Regions from separate parts of the Anas platyrhynchos genome. Here region 2 is linked to region 1. Evidence: chromatin contacts called from public Hi-C data. All regions are on one chromosome and are shown on one strand. The core of a region is the stretch at or near the end of the contact, and the rest is flanking DNA. Distances in the headings are between cores, read along the strand shown.

Region 1 (5,286 bases), core at 675-3,174:
GAAGAACAGATGAAGAACTGCTGACCTAAATTAGTCACCCTTCACTATGCCAGGACTGCTCTGTAACAACCACTTCTCCATTCAAGACACTCGGTGTTGGCTTTGAGAAACAACACGCACAATTATTCCTACTCCACGCATACTGTGGATACAAAACGTCAAATCACAGACTCACAGAATTGTTTAGGTTGGAAGAGACCTCCGAGATCCCAGAGTCCAACCTCTGACCTAACGCTAACAGTCCCCACTAAACCATATCCCTAAACTCTACATCTAAACGTCTTTTAAAGACCTCCAGGGATGGTGACTCCACCACTTCCCTGGGCAGCCTAGTGAAACTTTGGTGCACTGAAGCGTGACTTTAATCATCCTGAAATTAAATACAAGTAGTAAAGATGAATTCTGTTTCAAATTGCTATATGTAAAAATGAAGAGTTGCTTTTACAAGGCAACATTGAAAACCATAATAAATAACATTTCCAAAGATTAATAAGGTAAACGACAACTCATGAGTTACCAGTAACTGAAATTAGCCCAAAGCAAGAACATATCCAGAAATAAATCACGGTATGATGTGGTCTTTCAAGCCAAGCATTTCCTGTATTTCCCCAGCAGTTAACAGGTTTAGGATGTGCCTCCCCTGCCCGTTTCAAGCCTCAGCCTCACCCGGGCTTTAAATTCCTCTGCCGCCCGGCACCCAGCAACCCCCCCCGGCCACCACCCGGCGAGAGAAACCCCTCCAGGCCCCGCGGGGCCTTATCCCCCCCCTTCGCCCCTCACCCACCTGCGAGCGCCGAGCGGCGCCGCTCCGGGATCCGCGGCCGGGCCGGGCCGGGCCTCGCTGGGGCTCCGCCGGCCGCGGGGAGGGGAGGGGCGGGCGCCGGGCTTCCGGTACCGCGCCCCGCCCCGCCCGCTGCCTTCCCGTCACGTGACGGGGCGGGCAGGCGGCCGTTGGAGCCGTTGGAGCCGTTGGGGTGGGCGTGGGGGTCCCAGCCCTGAGGTGCCCGAGGCCAGGCTGGGGGAGGTGTCCCTGCACATGGCGGGGGGAGCTGGGTGGGCTTTGAGGTCCCTTCCAACCCAAATCACTGTGACTCTGTGGATGTAAATAAACGTTACGTTGCTTGTACAATTAAGTTATTGTTAATATTCCAAAATTGAATTCATAAGTAATACAACTATCTTAAGAGCTGGATGTATTCGGTTGAATATGAGCCAGCAGAGTGCTCAGGTGGCCAAGAAGGCCAACGGCATCCTGGCTTGTATCAGAAACAGCGTGACCAGCAGGGCTAGGGAGGTGATCGTCCCCCTGTACTCGGCTCTGGTGAGGCCGCACCTCGAGTACTGTGTTCAGTTTTGGGCCCCTCGCTACAAGAAGGACATGGAGGTGCTTGAGCGGGTCCAGAGAAGGGCGACGAAGCTGGTGAGGGGCCTGGAGAGCAAGTCCTACGAGGAGCGGCTGAGGGAGCTGGGCTTGTTCAGCCTGGAGAAAAGGAGGCTCAGGGTTGACCTTACTGCTCTGTATAAGTACATTAAAGGAGGCTGTAGTGAGGTGGGGGTTGGCCTGTTCTCCCATGTGCCTGGTGACAGGACGAGGGGGAATGGGCTTAAGTTGTGCCAGGGGTGTTTTAGGCTGGATATTAGGAAGAACTTCTTTACTGAGAGGGTTGTGAGGCATTGGGATGGGCTGCCCAGGGAAGTGGTGGAGTCACCATCCCTGGAGGTCTTTAAAAGCCGTTTAGATGTAGAGCTTAGGGATATGGTTTAGTGGGGACTGTTAGTGTTAGGTTAGAGGTTGGACTCGATGATCTTGAGGTCCCTTCCCTTCCCTTCCCTTCCCTTCCCTTCCCTTCCCTTCCCTTCCCTTCCCTTCCCTTCCCTTCCCTTCCCTTCCCTTCCCTTCCGCCCTTCTCTGACGCCACTTCCGCCCTCAGCCCCGCCCGGCGGCCCCTCAGCGGCCGGAAGCGGTGCCGGCGGCACAAGATGGCGGCGCAGCGGCGGGGCTGGGCGGGCGCTGTGGCGGCGGAGCGGCCGCTGGGGCGCTCGGCCTCGGAGCTGCTGCTGCACCCGGAGCTGCTCTCGGAGGAGTTCCTGCTGCTCACCCTCGAGCAGGTGGGGCGGCCCCGCAGGGGGGCGCGGCCCTGCCCGGGGCCGGGGGGGGGAGGTCGGCCTCGGGCCCCAGTGGTTGCCATGTGGGAGGTTTTGCCCCAGCCCCTCTCTGGGCTCGCCGGTCGGGCGCACCAGAAGCACTCAGGGAAGAAATAATTAAAAAATAATGTAAAAAAAAAGGAATGTTGTGCTCTGTAGGTTGGATACTTGCTTAAAAGAGGTGTGCAGCCTGAGAGTTGCCCCCCTTGTTCTCATAGGGGCTGCGTCTGAGCCCTGCTCCTGTGGTTGCTAAAGAATAATTTATCAAACTGTGTGTGTGTCTGTGAGGCAGCATTTACGTACAACAGTAGTTACCTGTGGACAGTCGATCTCCTCTGTTAAGGCTGGTGCATGCATACTCAGTGAGCTAAAGGGAACACGTCCTTCACGGTCAGCAGAGATAATGTTTAACTGCATGCTATTGAAAAATCTGAGTTTGAAAGTGACTTATAGCCCACTTTGTAGCTTCAGTTGATGTACTGAAGTACTGATGTACTTGCTACTGCCTTATCTGCAACATTAGGGGAATGAAACAATCTTCTAAGGCTTTTACGTGAGATTGCTCAACTTTGTATGCTCTTGTTCACATAGTTTATGTGCACAACAGTACAAATTTTGAGCCCCTATCAGAAGTTATAAAGCATTTCTGCTGCTCATTGGAGCAGCAGAAACTTGCCCTGTTTTCAGTGGCCTGTGTTTGCGTGACATTACTGTTTCTTTCTCTTAATAAATTTGGTAGAAGGTAGCAAAATTTGTTTTCACATCCTTGTGTATGTTCAGAAAGAAAATCTGTGTGCTTTTATAACTGACAGTGACAAGAAGTCTCTCTGAGCAACTCACATGTTGGGAACTGGTGCAGAAGCAGAGTTCCGCATCTGGGAATTTGAACTGCTTTATGTTCTAGTTGCCTGGTTTTTGGAGGTACAAAAGAGAGCTCTGGCTTTGTAGTTGGATGTAGGGAAACATGTTTAAGAGTGCATGAAAACCTTGGTTAACTTCATTTTCTTGTGTAACTCTTTTTATTGGGAAAACTTGCAGGCCTTGCATAGCAGTGGACTGTGGAGGTTATCTGTGCAAGCAAAGGTGCCGGTCACAGCTAGGTTCAGCTGTCTGACAGTGATGAAAACAGCCCATTGCACACCAAAACTTCAACCAGTGGTACTTCCACAAGTGGTACTGCTCAAATCTGCTTTACAAAGAGTGGCAGCGGCAGGAAGCAAAGAGAGGCCGTGCAGGAGTAGCCAGATGAGGAGATGTGAGGAGAATGGGGAAACAGGACTCATGAAAAATTAGATTTTGGGGACGTGGCTGGTGATGGGCTCTGGAAAGCAGATGTGCCTCTGAGTGGGCTCCAGCCTGTGGAGGGCTCTTGCTGGAGCAGGAAAAAACCTCATGGAGACTGGTCTGTGGAGAAACCCATTCTGGAGCAGAAGAAAATGAATTAGAATCAAGGAACAGAGGAAGAAAATGCATACGAAGTAAGAAACGGCAGAAAGAAACCATTAAACAAACACACAGGGAAACACCTCTCCTCCCTTCCTGGTCTCAACTTCTCTTCTTTCTGATGTGGATTGCTGTCAGTCCTTCTCAGTTCCTTGCCTGAGGAGGGAGAGGATCTCTTCACAAAGCTCCTCATGTGCTTTCTCCTCTGCGTCCTTTTTTGTGTCTCCTGTCCCTAGTGGCTGCTGCCCTTCATTAAAGGTCTATTTGAGCAGAAGCACCGTGTCCTTCTCTGCTTGGTTGAAGCTTTGGTGTGCAGTGGGTTGTTTTCAGAGTTGTTTTCAGAGTTATCAGCTGTCACTGGCACAGGGCATTTCCTTGCCTCCCATGGAGGTCACCCCTACAGCCAGCCCCCTCAGCACTGACACCCTGGCATTTATGCCAAATTCACTACTTCAGAATGGCTTTTGAAAATGAAATTTGGCCACTGTTTTTGCTCTGAATTTGTCACAATAATCACTTTTTTTTTTTGTTCTGTTCCCCACAGAAGAACATTCTCGTCAAAAATGATGTGAAGATGGACAAAGATGGCCTCACTGATCTCTACATTCAACATGCTATTCCGTTGCCTCAGCGTGACCTACCCAAAAGTCGATGGGGGAAAATGATGGAAAAGAAAAGACAGCAAAATGAACTGAAAAGTGAAAATAAGAGGTAACTTGGCTTTCAATGGGATAGATCTGGAGAACTTAGGAAAATGCAGTTAGTTTGGTCTTCATCTGGCTGACATCTAAAACTTGTACAAGTTTTGAACATTGTTACAGTTTAGCAGGAATGCTGTCACAGCCTGTGTCAGAAGTGTTGGATCCTCCTACGCCAATAATAGGGAAAAAGGGTTATCTTTTTTGTCATCTAAATGTTATTAATAGCATCTAGCTTATAGTACTTGCTTTTTATTGCTATGTTTCAAAATAGTTTATCAAGAAAAAAAATCATGATTGTTTTCACCTTATAATTGTTAAATAATAATAATCGTGTTTACAGTGTTAAGACAAATACCAGCAGCATATTTAACTGTGATTGCTCACTGAACGGGTTTGGTCTGCTGAGTCAGGAATGTGTGCTGCAGCAGTTTTGTGTGTCCAGTTAAAAACTAACGCCTCCTTTCTGAAAGTGTTCTGCCTTGTGTTCAAAACCTTTATGTTTGGATTTGATCAGAAAGCAAAATCTTCCTAAGAAGTTTATTAACAGAATGTTTTCTTCCCCAAACCTTCTCCCTGCCCAAGACTTTAACTTTGACGTGCATGGGTGGCAAGTCTGATTTAGCTCCATCAGTAAACGCTAAAGGAAAGGTGGACAGAAATTCTCATTGTGCTTTTTGCACTATTACAACTTGTTTCATATTTTCATAATTTCGTAAGTCTTACAGAGGTTTCTAACAAGGAAGAACTAAACAAATTCTGGCATGTGATTTTTTTTTTAAAGCAGTGTCTAGGGTACTGATTTGTCTTATTATGTCTTTTTTTCCCCACGTGCTTAAAAGGCCTGTTTGTAGAGTGGTCCGTTTGTGACTTGAAGATAAAAGCATGAGGTTAGTGTTCAAATAATAAGACACTGTTAGTGTGCTGAAATAGGTGCAAAAGAATTTTTTATCAGAGAACTAAAGATAGCGGGGAGGATGTTTTTGAGAGAAGGCAGCTG
Region 2 (4,594 bases), core at 603-3,102, 100 kb after region 1:
CCGTGGGCTTTGTCAGCAGCCCACAGCAACAGACAAGATTTGGACAAGGTTGTAGTGAAGGTGATTCCTGGGGTGGGCCCAAAGCTGTGAGAGGGGGAGTTAAGATCCAGTTGCTATGTTTCCCTGCTGCCTCCTGGCTGCCAGAGACACCACAGCTACACAGAAGCCTTCCCATCACTCCTTGCCCTGGTTTCTTACCAGTTACTCAATAACTTCTGCATTATCACCAGGGAAGGCCAAATCTTAAAACTCCCTGTTTGCTTTTTTTTTTTTTTTTTTTTCCCCGTTGTTATTTTCATTTTAGTGCCTCACCAGTGGCAGAAACAAAGTCCCTGGTTCAGAGTTCACTGAAAAAAAATGAAGAGGCAATGCAGAAAGCAGGAAGAAATGGATGAGTGGAGAGGAGGATGAAGAAGAACGTCCTGCATCCCTTTGGTTGCATCCTCTGACAGCTCTCTTATATGCATATATCCACCATGCACATCTTGAGGATCCAGAGTATGTGTTATTGCTACCATATTACTGCGCTACCTGTCAGATCCATGACAGATTTGAGCTTCAGAGGGGAGATGGTAAGAATACAAAAAGCTTTTTTCATGCATTGCAGAGCTGCAAAAGGAGAGGCAGCAGAATGGGAGCAGTAAACAGAGAAAGAAAAGATGTCCGTGGCTTTATGGGGGATAGAGGGGTGGGAAGGGAAGATCAGAAGGGCATTTGCAGAGGCAGGACTACATAGGGTCTTGATAGTGGAATAGAGATGTCTGATTTTTTTTAAGCTGTGTGGGTCAGGGAACACAGGGTGGGAACACAAAGGGGCAGACAGATGGTGTGTTCAGTCTGAAGGAAGCAGTTCCTTTTCCAGAGGTGGGTCAGCAACTAAGAAAGTATTTTTGTCCAAATGTGTTCATTCTTCTCTAATAAATATGCTACTGGGAATTCCCAATGACTGTGGGATTATGGAGGTGTGCTTCTGGCAGCTTCACTTGTATAATAATTCTCCATCCTTGTTGCACAGTTCAGACTCACACGACTCATCTTGGTGCTGCTCCAAGGAGAGCTAAGACCATAAATCTGGAGATGAGGTGGTAGCACCACAGGTTGGATCCTATCAAAAATGGCTCTGATTTGGTCATCCAAAAGGCAGCATCTGACATCCTCCAATGTGCTACTTCTCAGGATGGGACAGGGGCTGACATGCCAGGCACATATCACCCATGCTCCAATAGGTCCCGATCGGTGGCACACTGCCCTGTAACAGCCTGGTATCCCGATGTCTGCCATGCCCTAGGACACCTCATTTCAGACATCTCTCCTAATGATGTGCTGTCCCTTGCATCAAGCGAAAAGAAATTTGACAGTACAGATGAAACAGAAAAAAACTTTCAGGCTTCCACTTTCTCCACTGAATTAATCATCTCTGGCAGATTTGTGGCTTCCTCTGACCCTCAAGTTTTACTGTCTGCTAGCACATCAGGCACTGATTTTCCTCTTTCTTTCCCCTACAGCAAGCATTACAATGATCCTTCTCAAAGCTGACAGGGGCAGGGCTGATTTCCAGTAAAAGGGCACCATACTTAGCTGCACAGGGTAAGCGAGGTTAGGGAAATAGGTACATGGGAATAATGACAGCACAGAGGGCAGCAGACTTGCAATATGTTTATACAGTTAAATGTAACCAGTTCAGACACTAACATTTCTATTTTTTTTCATTGCTCACAGAAAAAAAAAAATATCTCCCTACTTGCCGTGTTTTCTCTCTGTGAGCACTTTCCTATTCTCCTTAACCTCTGTGTTGCAGTGCAGCGAGGCTGTGTACACGTAGATATGCTCCCTACCCTGGGGAAGATCCAAGATAAGCAGAGAAGTGACACACAAACGGCAAGGGGGAGAGAGCGATCTAATCGACTAGCCGCAAGCTTGGTAGGGTGAGATAGGAAAAGCACACAGAGCAAAGGGAAGCAGGTTTCTGCTGGGAGAGGCGTGCTGCTCTCCCCTTTCTCCTGCTTGCCCTTGTCTTTTCACTCTCTTCTCCCTCGTGCCCTTGTCCGTGCTTCCCAGGCTGAGACCGTGCGAGACTCGGGGGAGGTATTGCTGACGCGGGACTTGTGCAGGTTTTGGCTGGTTTGCCTGTTTTCTTGTGTCATTTGCTGCCTGCCTCTCCTCACTGCCTCCAGCCTGGCACAGCAATTTTGGCTGCTTCTTGCTGAAATTGGCTCCCCTCCTTTCTTGCTGTCTGGTGAATACCTAACACCTGCCGGTGGTCCTTGGATTTTAGCTTTTCCATATGTCCTCCATATTGCATGAAAAGGCGTAAAAAAGGGCCTTTTCCCCCCTCCTCTCCTTTCCTCACCCCTAAAGCTCTTTTCAGGTGCCGTATCTGAACCCAGCAATACCAAATCATTTCCTGTGCTCTCACTTCACTGTGTAGCTCATCCGTGGGTGGGGTGAGAGAAGACACAGCTAGAAGTAGTTCCCCGCACTGAAACATTTTGTTTTCACACTTTGGGTTCCACCTCGGCCTGTTTTTCAAACTCCCCTTTTCTAAAACATTAAAGCTTAAGACAGAAGCTGAGTACCTTTGCTTCAGAACAAAGCAAGCATTTCACATCATAAACTGCAAACTCTTTTTCTGTCTGTTCCATCCACCTGGAAAATCATTTGGAGAGCTAGGAACAGCCTCAGGGCTTCTCATCTCTTAGCTCTACTCCAGGTTCCCGGTACAGTAAGAGATCTCAAAAGGTTTGACATGAATGCAGTGGACTTCCTTTACCATGAATATCTTGGCTTTGAAAGTGTGAGACGGCGGATAGACAAGCACTTGGCTGAGCATCTCTACTCTTCTGATCCTTGTTTCCATCCTCCTTGCTCACCACCAGTCCTGAGAAGAGCTGTCAGACCACAGCTACCCATTTCACACCTCTCTGGGACATGTAGGACCAGGGCACTGGAGCTGTGTATTCATCCCTGGCTCTCACCCAGGTCGTCTGTGCACACTTGGATGAGTCCACAGATCCTCCAGCACTCCACGCCACACTTAGCAGAGCTGATTTCTTTTCTCTCCAGGACTTCTCCTATGTAACTACTGTAAATCCTTCAGTCCAGATTCATGGACTTACCTTTACACATGGGAATCAAATGGCTGATAAATGGCTCATCCCAGTCATTGTCTCCATTTGCGGTCATTAGGAGGCCTGGAGATTAGCCTACCAGGGGATTGATAGATATGGGGTGAGATGTACTGGTCTGGGCATGAGTCTGAGCTGCTGTGCCCCTTCTCCAAGCCCATGGCAGCTGGTGTAAAGGTGTAGAAGCCGGGGCATGTATGGTACAACAAGCCAAAAAAATAAAAACAAAAATACATATAAATTAGCCACAGTGACTTCAGATTTGGACTCCCTTCAAGCAAATGTGTGAAATGCGGTGGAGATTTTACATCCATCTGTTGAGAGGACTTTGTCTGCTACCCGTAATGAAACTCTTCTCAACAGCAATTAAATTGTTTGGCCTTGGAATAAACTGCATGTTCTTTGAGTTCTCGGGGAAGAAAATGTATCTGTGGCTGCAGCTGCGCAGACATGCCTTCTGATACCACATCACACTGAAGGGGCTGTTTACCTTCTTAGGGCACGGATAATAAAGGATAAAGATTTCTAAATCAACTTTTGAAAAGACTGCTTCAAAAACACCCCAGCCTCATTAATTCAGACCCAGCGAGCTTGAAAAGGCTAATTTTGCTGACCCATCTCAAAAAAAGCCCTGAGATTTAAGCAAAGGAAAGATCCCAGTGAAGTCAGCAGGCTTAAAACTAAGGACAGGCTGGTGGGATCTGCATGTACACAAGGCTAAAAGTAGGCAGACATGCTTTGTCAGGATGAAGCCCTGCTGTCAGACCCATTGAGGTGACCCGATTTCTTTGCAGGACTCTGCAGGGGAAATGTGCTCTCCTGCAGCTCATCCCCTCCCTGCCATTTCATTAATCCTAGCTCTCCCACATCGGACTTCATACAGAAAGGATTTTGAAGTACTGCTGAGGGTCTAGGAAGCCAAACCTCATTTTGCTGTGCAGTTCAAGAGGAGGTTGTTGACTCAAGCAAAAATCCCTGCTGTGTGATTTTCTGCACAGTTTGAGGACTGTGATGGAGACGGAGACTTGCCTTGTCCTGTTCTCCATCAGAGAGACATCTTACCCCTGCAGGGTGCAGGATAACTTCCCCACAGGGAGAGGCAGCTCAAGCAGGGGCAAAATCTTAGGGTTTTTTGTGCCCTCAGAATGGCATAGCAGAGGTAAAGCTTGAGACTTAAAATCCACCAGACAACAGACATGCAGCTGCTCACCTCTGGAGCATGGGCAGGAGCAGGGCAGCAGCTACAGCTGGTGCAAGGAAGTAAAGCCATTTGGTTCTTGCTTTTGCCTGGCAGCTGGCTGAAAACAGGACTAGACTGCAGGAATTCCTGTCCTATGCCCAGCCCTGACTTTGTTATGCAGATGTGTGCATGTTACCTGATTTCCATTCTCCACAACTTCCTCCTCGCTAATACGCAGTTAATATTTATAAATACTTAATGAATGCACAGTTTATGTGTATGCACTTCA

The links. A called contact is a pair of places that touch in the nucleus more often than the background predicts.
Region 2: a contact with region 1 is called in a Hi-C map of small yellow follicle, with 3 times the contacts expected there. The contact joins the enhancer-like site here to the promoter of C1H2orf49 in region 1. A contact is called at or near these places in 6 of 8 Hi-C or Micro-C datasets (F1 follicle, liver, skeletal muscle and 2 more).

What each region holds. Positions count from the first base shown.
Region 1 is chr1:142,572,621-142,577,906 of IASCAAS_PekinDuck_T2T, forward strand. It overlaps C1H2orf49 (chromosome 1 C2orf49 homolog), which reads left to right and starts at 1,925. Exons shown (of 4, transcript XM_027445419.3): 1 at 1,925-2,109; 2 at 4,133-4,299. The coding sequence starts at 1,981. TGFBRAP1 (transforming growth factor beta receptor associated protein 1) reads right to left here and starts at 927. Exons shown (of 12, transcript XM_027445429.3): 1 at 785-927.
Region 2 is chr1:142,672,534-142,677,127 of IASCAAS_PekinDuck_T2T, forward strand. It overlaps LOC113839965 (a long non-coding RNA gene), which reads left to right. Exons shown (of 3, transcript XR_011805892.1): 3 at 305-4,594. Among named protein-coding and RNA genes, the nearest start is that of FHL2, 45 kb to the left of the region's middle. Within about 2 kb of position 1,853, at least 4 of the 8 cell types and tissues checked have an H3K27ac peak or open chromatin away from gene starts, as enhancers often do. A contact at or near this core is called in F1 follicle and small yellow follicle, where this site is marked.